Linked DNA regions of Columba livia: region 1 is linked to region 2. Evidence: chromatin contacts called from public Hi-C data. All regions are on one chromosome and are shown on one strand. The core of a region is the stretch at or near the end of the contact, and the rest is flanking DNA. Distances in the headings are between cores, read along the strand shown.

Evidence for each region. A called contact is a pair of places that touch in the nucleus more often than the background predicts.
Region 1: a Hi-C map of crop shows a contact between it and region 2, with 1.8 times the contacts expected there. The contact joins two enhancer-like sites. A contact is called at or near these places in 2 of 2 Hi-C or Micro-C datasets (crop and liver).

What each region holds. Positions count from the first base shown.
Region 1 is chr17:416,467-419,880 of bColLiv1.pat.W.v2, reverse strand. The region is part of intron 5 of FBRSL1 (fibrosin like 1); the gene reads left to right. Among named protein-coding and RNA genes, the nearest start is that of CHFR, 130 kb to the right of the region's middle. Within about 2 kb of position 1,755, at least 1 of the 3 cell types and tissues checked has an H3K27ac peak away from gene starts, as active enhancers do.
Region 2 is chr17:376,406-379,744 of bColLiv1.pat.W.v2, reverse strand. The region is part of intron 5 of FBRSL1 (fibrosin like 1); the gene reads left to right. Among named protein-coding and RNA genes, the nearest start is that of CHFR, 93 kb to the right of the region's middle. Within about 2 kb of position 1,809, at least 1 of the 3 cell types and tissues checked has an H3K27ac peak away from gene starts, as active enhancers do.

The DNA of each region.
Region 1 (3,414 bases), core at 506-3,005, 40 kb before region 2:
TTGAGTTTTCGCTAGTGCAGAGTGATTTTTTTAGGTTTACTTTGTTTCGAAGGTGGGTTATTCTGAGCGAAACCTTAAGCCCTGTTTATCAGCGAGGGGCAGCCTGTTCCCGCAGGCAGACGAGGGAGCGGAGCACGTCCCGGTGTTGCTGTGCCGGGCGTGCGGTGGCGCGTGGGACCCGCGGGCTGTGCCGGCCCAGCCGGACGGCGGCGGCGCTGGTGGCTCTGGGTGTTCAGCGTGAGAAAGGGATTGAGTATGCTTCGAATTCCAGCGGTGAGCTACAGCCGTGTAGCAGCAGTTGATGTTCGGTTTGCTTTGATTTCGCAAGAATGTCGCGATTTGAAGTTGATGTGTCAGTAAAGGGTGTAAACGTTGGTGTTTGCTGTTGTTGCTTTTTAAACTGAAAGCTGTTAAGATGTTTAATGGTGCCGTGTAGCCAAAAGCGCAGTAGAAGGACTGCACTCGTCACGGGGCCAGGCTGCTGTGCGGCGCTTCTGGAAAGCACAGATGTGTTTGTCGTTTTCTGCCGCAAATCTCCTCTTCTTTTCTCCCTTGACTTCAGCATCCTTGGGTTGAGTGACCCGCAATAGCTACGGGTTGTGGTGTCCGGATGTATTTGAATATGAAGCAATCTTTTAAAAGCCATTACAGACAATTCAGTCATGTAAAATTACTTGTATCATTGGAATAGGAAATGCAAGGTGGTTAATTTTAATGACTGTGAATTTACAGTATCTGAAGTCAGGCAGGTACAAGAATGTGTTGCTCTTCACGTAACAGCACGTTTGAGCAGAGGTTGGCGTTCTGCATCAGAAATGGAAATTTTAGCGTTTCTTGAAGTCTTTTATCCTTCTGAATAAAGATGGAAATTCTGAACTAGGTAAAGAAACATGTGGTTTTACCAGAAATTATTTCCTAGACCGATCAATTACTAGGACACGTAATGAGAAATACACTCCTTAGGGAGAGGAAGGAGGGATTGTCATTACATAATGTCCCTTGGGATAATTTCTGTATCACATAATGAGGTTGGTGATGGAGCATTTGGGGAAAATGCCTGTGGATAGGAATTTGTTCTTCAGATTTACATAAGCAAAACATATTACTGAAAAATAGGCTTGTTAAACATAGTACTGTTGCATTGGTAGGTGGGTGCTTTGCCTCTGTACACGTTTCTTTTGTTCTCATTACTGTTATGGAAGAGATTAGGTAACCATGAGATTAAAACGTCCACAAAATGAGAGATGTTAGTGAATCATTTCCTTACTTATTTAACGCCAAAGGTGAACCATTAAGGGCTTACGTTCTGTTCTAGGCTTCATTAAATTATTTCTGTTTATCTGTTGAAAATAGGTCCGAAGGAAGAGAAAAATCTCTAGACTTAATGGTGTGAACATAGATGACCTTATCCTCATGCTGGTTAAAATGAAACGTATAGAAGTGCATGTATGTGATGCCCTGGAGTCACCCACAGCAGCGGCAGCTGGATCGCGTTTTCAGAGTCCCCGCAAGATCCTAAGGATCCTCTGGGAGCTGACTTTCAGGCAGAGAAGAAAGTGCTTGTTAGAAGTGACTCAGATGCAGCCTGACTTTTTTAGTAGCCATTGCCTTAAACAGGAAGAGAATTCATTTTGGCACTCGCGCCCTGCGGCATGTTTCCCGCGGCCCGGCGGAGGGCGGGCGAACAGAACGCCTGTGCCGCTGCAGCGGGCCGCGCCGCCATCGGGCCGCTCGTTCGGAGCCGAGCGCCGGTGATCCTGGTGGTTCTTCAGACGGCTCGCCCGGCCTTTGTCCCTGGAGTCACAAGCGCGCTGCAGCAGCCGGGGTGGCGCAGCGGCCGCCCGCGGTGGCCGGTGGCCCGGGCAGGGCTGCACAGCTGTTGCTGCTTGGGAAGTCCAAGGTGCAATGGTTGGTTTGACGTCCAGGCCCCTATTTCAGCATTTCATCGATGATAATATTTTGCAGTATTTTGTGTGCCACCGTGTGGCGGCCGGGACGTGTTACAGCTGTCGAGGTGTGCGTGGGTGTTGCAGGCCAGTCCCGGTTTTAGTGCTGCCTCGATGGTTTTGGTTTGTGTCTGGGTTTAGTGTGGGCTCTGATTCACCTGACGCTGACGCAGCTGCCGGGTCCTGGTGGCTGGAAGCGCCGAGGGGAGCGGCGGCTGCTCGCTGCCGCCCAGCGCCTTGCTTTGCGAGTTTGTGGCAGGGCTTTGCTTTCCAAAAGGGTGGAAAATGATGCCGGATTTAAGCACTGAGAGTTTGCATAAGTCACTGACATTTCTGCATCCTGTGGAGAAGGTCACCGTCAGGGGAACGGAAAGTCTGTGCAGCTGATGCTGGTGGACGGAGCCGATGGCGGGCGGTGACGCCGGGGCGGCGTGGGCTGCCCCGCAGCGCTGCGGACGGGGCTCGGCATTGCCCCCTCACGGGGTCTTCAGCCTGTCTCGGGGTAGCCGATGTCACTTTAAACGCTAAGAATAGCAACCTGTGAGTGTTGGTTCTTGTAAACTGAAACAAGGATGGTGCTGTTGACATGGATATAGAAAAACAGGTTTCCCCAAAACAACCATTTGTGCCCTATGCAGCTGCATTGAAAGGGTTAAAGATAAATAAAACATGTGTTCTTTAATATCATTTTTTAAAATGTTACTTTCTGGTGGGTGTAGGAGAATCTAGGTGAAGACAGTGTTTCAAGGTGGCTGCTTTCATTAACAAAGATCGCTCTAGCTTACTCTTGTACAAAAAGAGATATTTTGTAAAATATTCTTAATTTTGAAAGTTAAGAACACAGCCTAGCTTGTGTGTTTCTGGAAGAACGTTATGGTTGAATTGCTGTGGAAGGTAGCTTCAAGATTTTTAATAGCGAGTTAAAGCAGGCTGGGTACATTGTTTGCCATGATGTTTCTGTGGGGGTGAAAACCATCTGTGTGTGGATGCTGTTTCTGCAGTAACTGCTGTACCGGAGCAGAATCAGGGACATAATAGGCAAATCTTGTTTGTTTGTGTGGAATAGATCAACAAATGTTTAGGCTATTAAGATACCTGCAAGCAGATCCTTACTACAGAGCTGTAGGTTATGAAGTCATAGTATAGTCTGCCTTCAAGATGGTTGGAAATCCATCATAAATATCTTTAGCCACATAGGTTCTGTCTCCCTGGATGACTGGCTCTCTAGCAAAGCCTTCGTAGAGGGTGTACTGTAATCCTTTTATGTTACTTCTTCAGTGCAGATTATGCAGCAAGAAATAATTAGGAGATTAATTTTCACCTGTCACTGCCAATAATAGATAACCTTGATACAGTGGCGGGGCTGGGAATCTGGGGAGCGGAAAAGCGGTTAACCCTGCAGCGATTGCTGCAGGGACCGGGCAGACGATGGTCGCCGGGACGTGACCTCGCTGCCGCGGAGAGGGAC
Region 2 (3,339 bases), core at 560-3,059:
TCAAACTGTCACAGGACTGGGTGGGCACGGTTTTCCCCTTTAGGTCTGGTGTAGAAAAAAAGAAAACCGAAATGGGGCAGAGAATTGCTAACTTGGTTGAGTAAACCATAAAGGGGGACCCACAAGGCTGGGTGCAGATCTGAGCGTGTCATCAAAAGGGTGCTGGGCCTTACAGATTTCAGCAACATGAGACTACCTCAGAGACTGTGCTGCTCTCCAAAATGATGTGTGTGTGTTTCACTTTGGGGACGGATGTTAGATATGCTTAAAATGCAAAGGTGGTTATTGGGAGTGAGAGTGGGTCCCTACAAGCGGCAGTTTTTGTGGAAACATGCCTGTGGTGGGCTCTGCTGTGGCGCTGCGTGGCACTGCGTGGCGCTGGGCGCGAGCAGCGAAGGCGCAAGGAGCACTGCACGTGTCTTGTTGTTGGGATGCACAAGGAGGGCTGGAGGTGTCTTGTTGGGATGCACAAGGAGGGCTGGAGGTGTCTTGTTGTTGGGATGCACAAGGAGGGCTGGAGGTGTCTTTCGTTGTTTGCTTCAGGCTGGGGATGTTTCTCTGCCTTATTCAGCAACAAAAAGGGATTGGGGGCAATGCAAGACCGGCGGGTGCGGGCGCTGCTGCAGCTGCCCGGGCCCCTGGGCGGGTGCTCGAGGTGCAGACGGGCGGGGGCGGTGAAAGGGGGGAAGGAAACTTCTGGTTTCATCAAAAAAGTGTGATTTCCTGGGATGGCTTGGACCCACCCGCAGGAAGGACTCCAAGTGCCTGCTTTTGCTCACAAGTGAAGAATTCCACTTATTTTTTTTTCTAATTCTTTCTTAAACATATGCAAATGATTTGCCTGAAACAGCAGGAAGTTTGGGAGGGGACTTGTTACGCAGATGCATGGGTTTGCTGGATTTTTTCACTCATTAGTGGGCTCCCTCAGTCACATAGGTTTATTGTATGCTTCCTTTAAAGGGCGGCTGAGGGAATTGAATGATGTTTTCAGGCTCTTCCTCCCCCAGCTCCCCGCCTGCCTCTGCAGCAGCTCGCAGCATGTCCTACAGCACAGGCATTCACTGTTTCAGAATGGTGCTCGTGCCAAAAAATGCTCAGATCCGGAGTTAGAAATCGCCAGAAGTGAGAGCACAGTTACTGTAAACTCGAGGTGTAAAGGTTTGTGTCTGTAAACTGTGGCCGTGATGTTGAGAACGCTGCTCTGTAAATGTTGACTCTGATTGTTGAAGGTGGTGCCACACACTGTTATCAGAAGGCTGAGCAATAATCCATGTGTCTTTCTCTTTAAAGTGTATTTTCTCACTTGACTTCCTTAAACATTGTTTTTGTACGGCTTGGACCTACAGCAACTGAGATCTTGAGCTCGTGATTAAACAGTGCCGGTCTGTATTAAATCCTTGGGGCTGAACTACACAGATGGGAGTGAGCTGGTGGTTGCCATAAAGTTGGCAGGACCCAGCTTTCCAGATGAGGCGAAGCACCAAGCTGGGCTGGTGCGGCAGTGGCTGGCCGGGACAGCTGGGACAGGGGCACAGCCAGGGGACCGCCGGGACAGCGGGGAATAGCCGGGACAGCCGGGGCCAGCCAGGACGGGGGCACAGCTGGGACAGCAGGGACAGTGGGGAATAGCCGGGGCCAGCCGGGGCAGGGCAGCGGCTCCTCTCGGAACCGGCGCTCAGGGTTGTGGCTCAGCTGCCGATGTGCTGCGTGGGCTTTAGTGCAAGCACTCCCAAGTCCCATAGCCTGGAAAACGGGTCCGTCGTCTTTCTTCACGTGCCCCGTGTCCCGGCGCTCGCGGAGCGCTGCGCGGCGAGGTCCCGGCTCTGCGTCAGCTGCTGTGTGCGTGCGTTCCCGGGGCCTGCGGATGTGTTCTGTGTGCGTGGTGACTTTGCGTGGACTGTAACAATGGATTGTAAATTCAGAGCTGGCTGACAAACGTTATATACACCGCTGTTGTTGCTGCTGTGTGACACTGTTACACTTTCTTTGCAAACCAGCCTAGGCAAAGCCTTGTTTAATCCTGGTTCTTCCTCTCTTTACTCCACGCAGTGAAGGGATCATGCAGGTAACTGATTTTCCCTAAGATTTCAGGATCCTTTTGCTGAGCTGTGTAATGCTCATACATGCCACAGCTACACATGCAGCTTTGTCGTGGACATGATTCAGAATTTCTTTCTTATGTGTCTCAGCCTCAACCTATTTTTCATGTCGTTTTCCCTATCTTTTTTATACATTTGCATTAAATAAGACATTCAGTGCAAGCTTGCAGTGCCACTTTACTTAGAAATAACATTAATAGATCATTCTTTCTTGTTTCTTACTGTATCTCACACAGATCTTCTTGCATTTTACTGTTTGTTTTGGGTTTTTTTCCTTCTGAGTCATCACTAAAAATATGTAACGATGTAATACAATTCATAGTGTTCTTTATCATATAAATCTCCTAAGGCACATTAGAATAAAATCAATAAAACAAAACATAAAATCAGCTTGGTTCAGCCATGTGTTGAATTGGTTCATAGCTTCTAAGGCAGAGTCACAGAAAGGCTTTTTGCACTTCCCGTGTGTTTTACTCTTCAGCCTCGTCCGTCTCCCGTTGTGTTCGCGCAGCAGCCGGTGCCAGGGCGCCGCGCTGGTCGCAGCTGTCCGGAGCTCCTGCGCCCAGGCCAGCTTTGGCTCTGTAGAGGCCACGTGCTGTTCTATCAGATAGAAGGAGGAAGAGCTCGAGTTGAAACAGATTGACTGTTTGATATCAGAGCGCGGAGGGAAGGAAACCATCAAATCAACTCATAAAAGCTTTATTTACAATGAATGGACTTTCTTTCCTGTATGTCATTATCATCTTGTCTGCAACCCAGTGACCCTGATTATTGTGAAGCTGTTTACAAGGTTTAGGTTAATTGGATTTCTTTAGCTATTTCCCAGAGCGGTGAGGAGCACAAATACAAATGCTGTGGAGCTCCAACAGCAAAGTGCGACCCCGTTTGCAGGGAGATGGGCTTCTTCCAGGAGGAAGGCATTTTGTTTCATACTCAACTAAGTGCATAGCAGCATGTACCTGTCATTTGGCATAATATTGTATAACACCCTCTTTCATACAGATGTGTTCAGTTGCAACTTGTGTTTCCAACACAGAAATTACATTTTGCATGTTCGGCAAGAAATGAGCTTATCTTCAAAGAGAGAGGCTTTGATTTTTTTTTCCTTGAGCTTGATAGCAGTTTCACTGGTTTTGTTTTCATGTGAGGAATCATGGATAAAATAGCTGTGCATTGCATGGCTGCCTGAATAAACGGGGCAGGAGGATGTAGCTGGGTGAGATCGGGACAGTACTTGTAT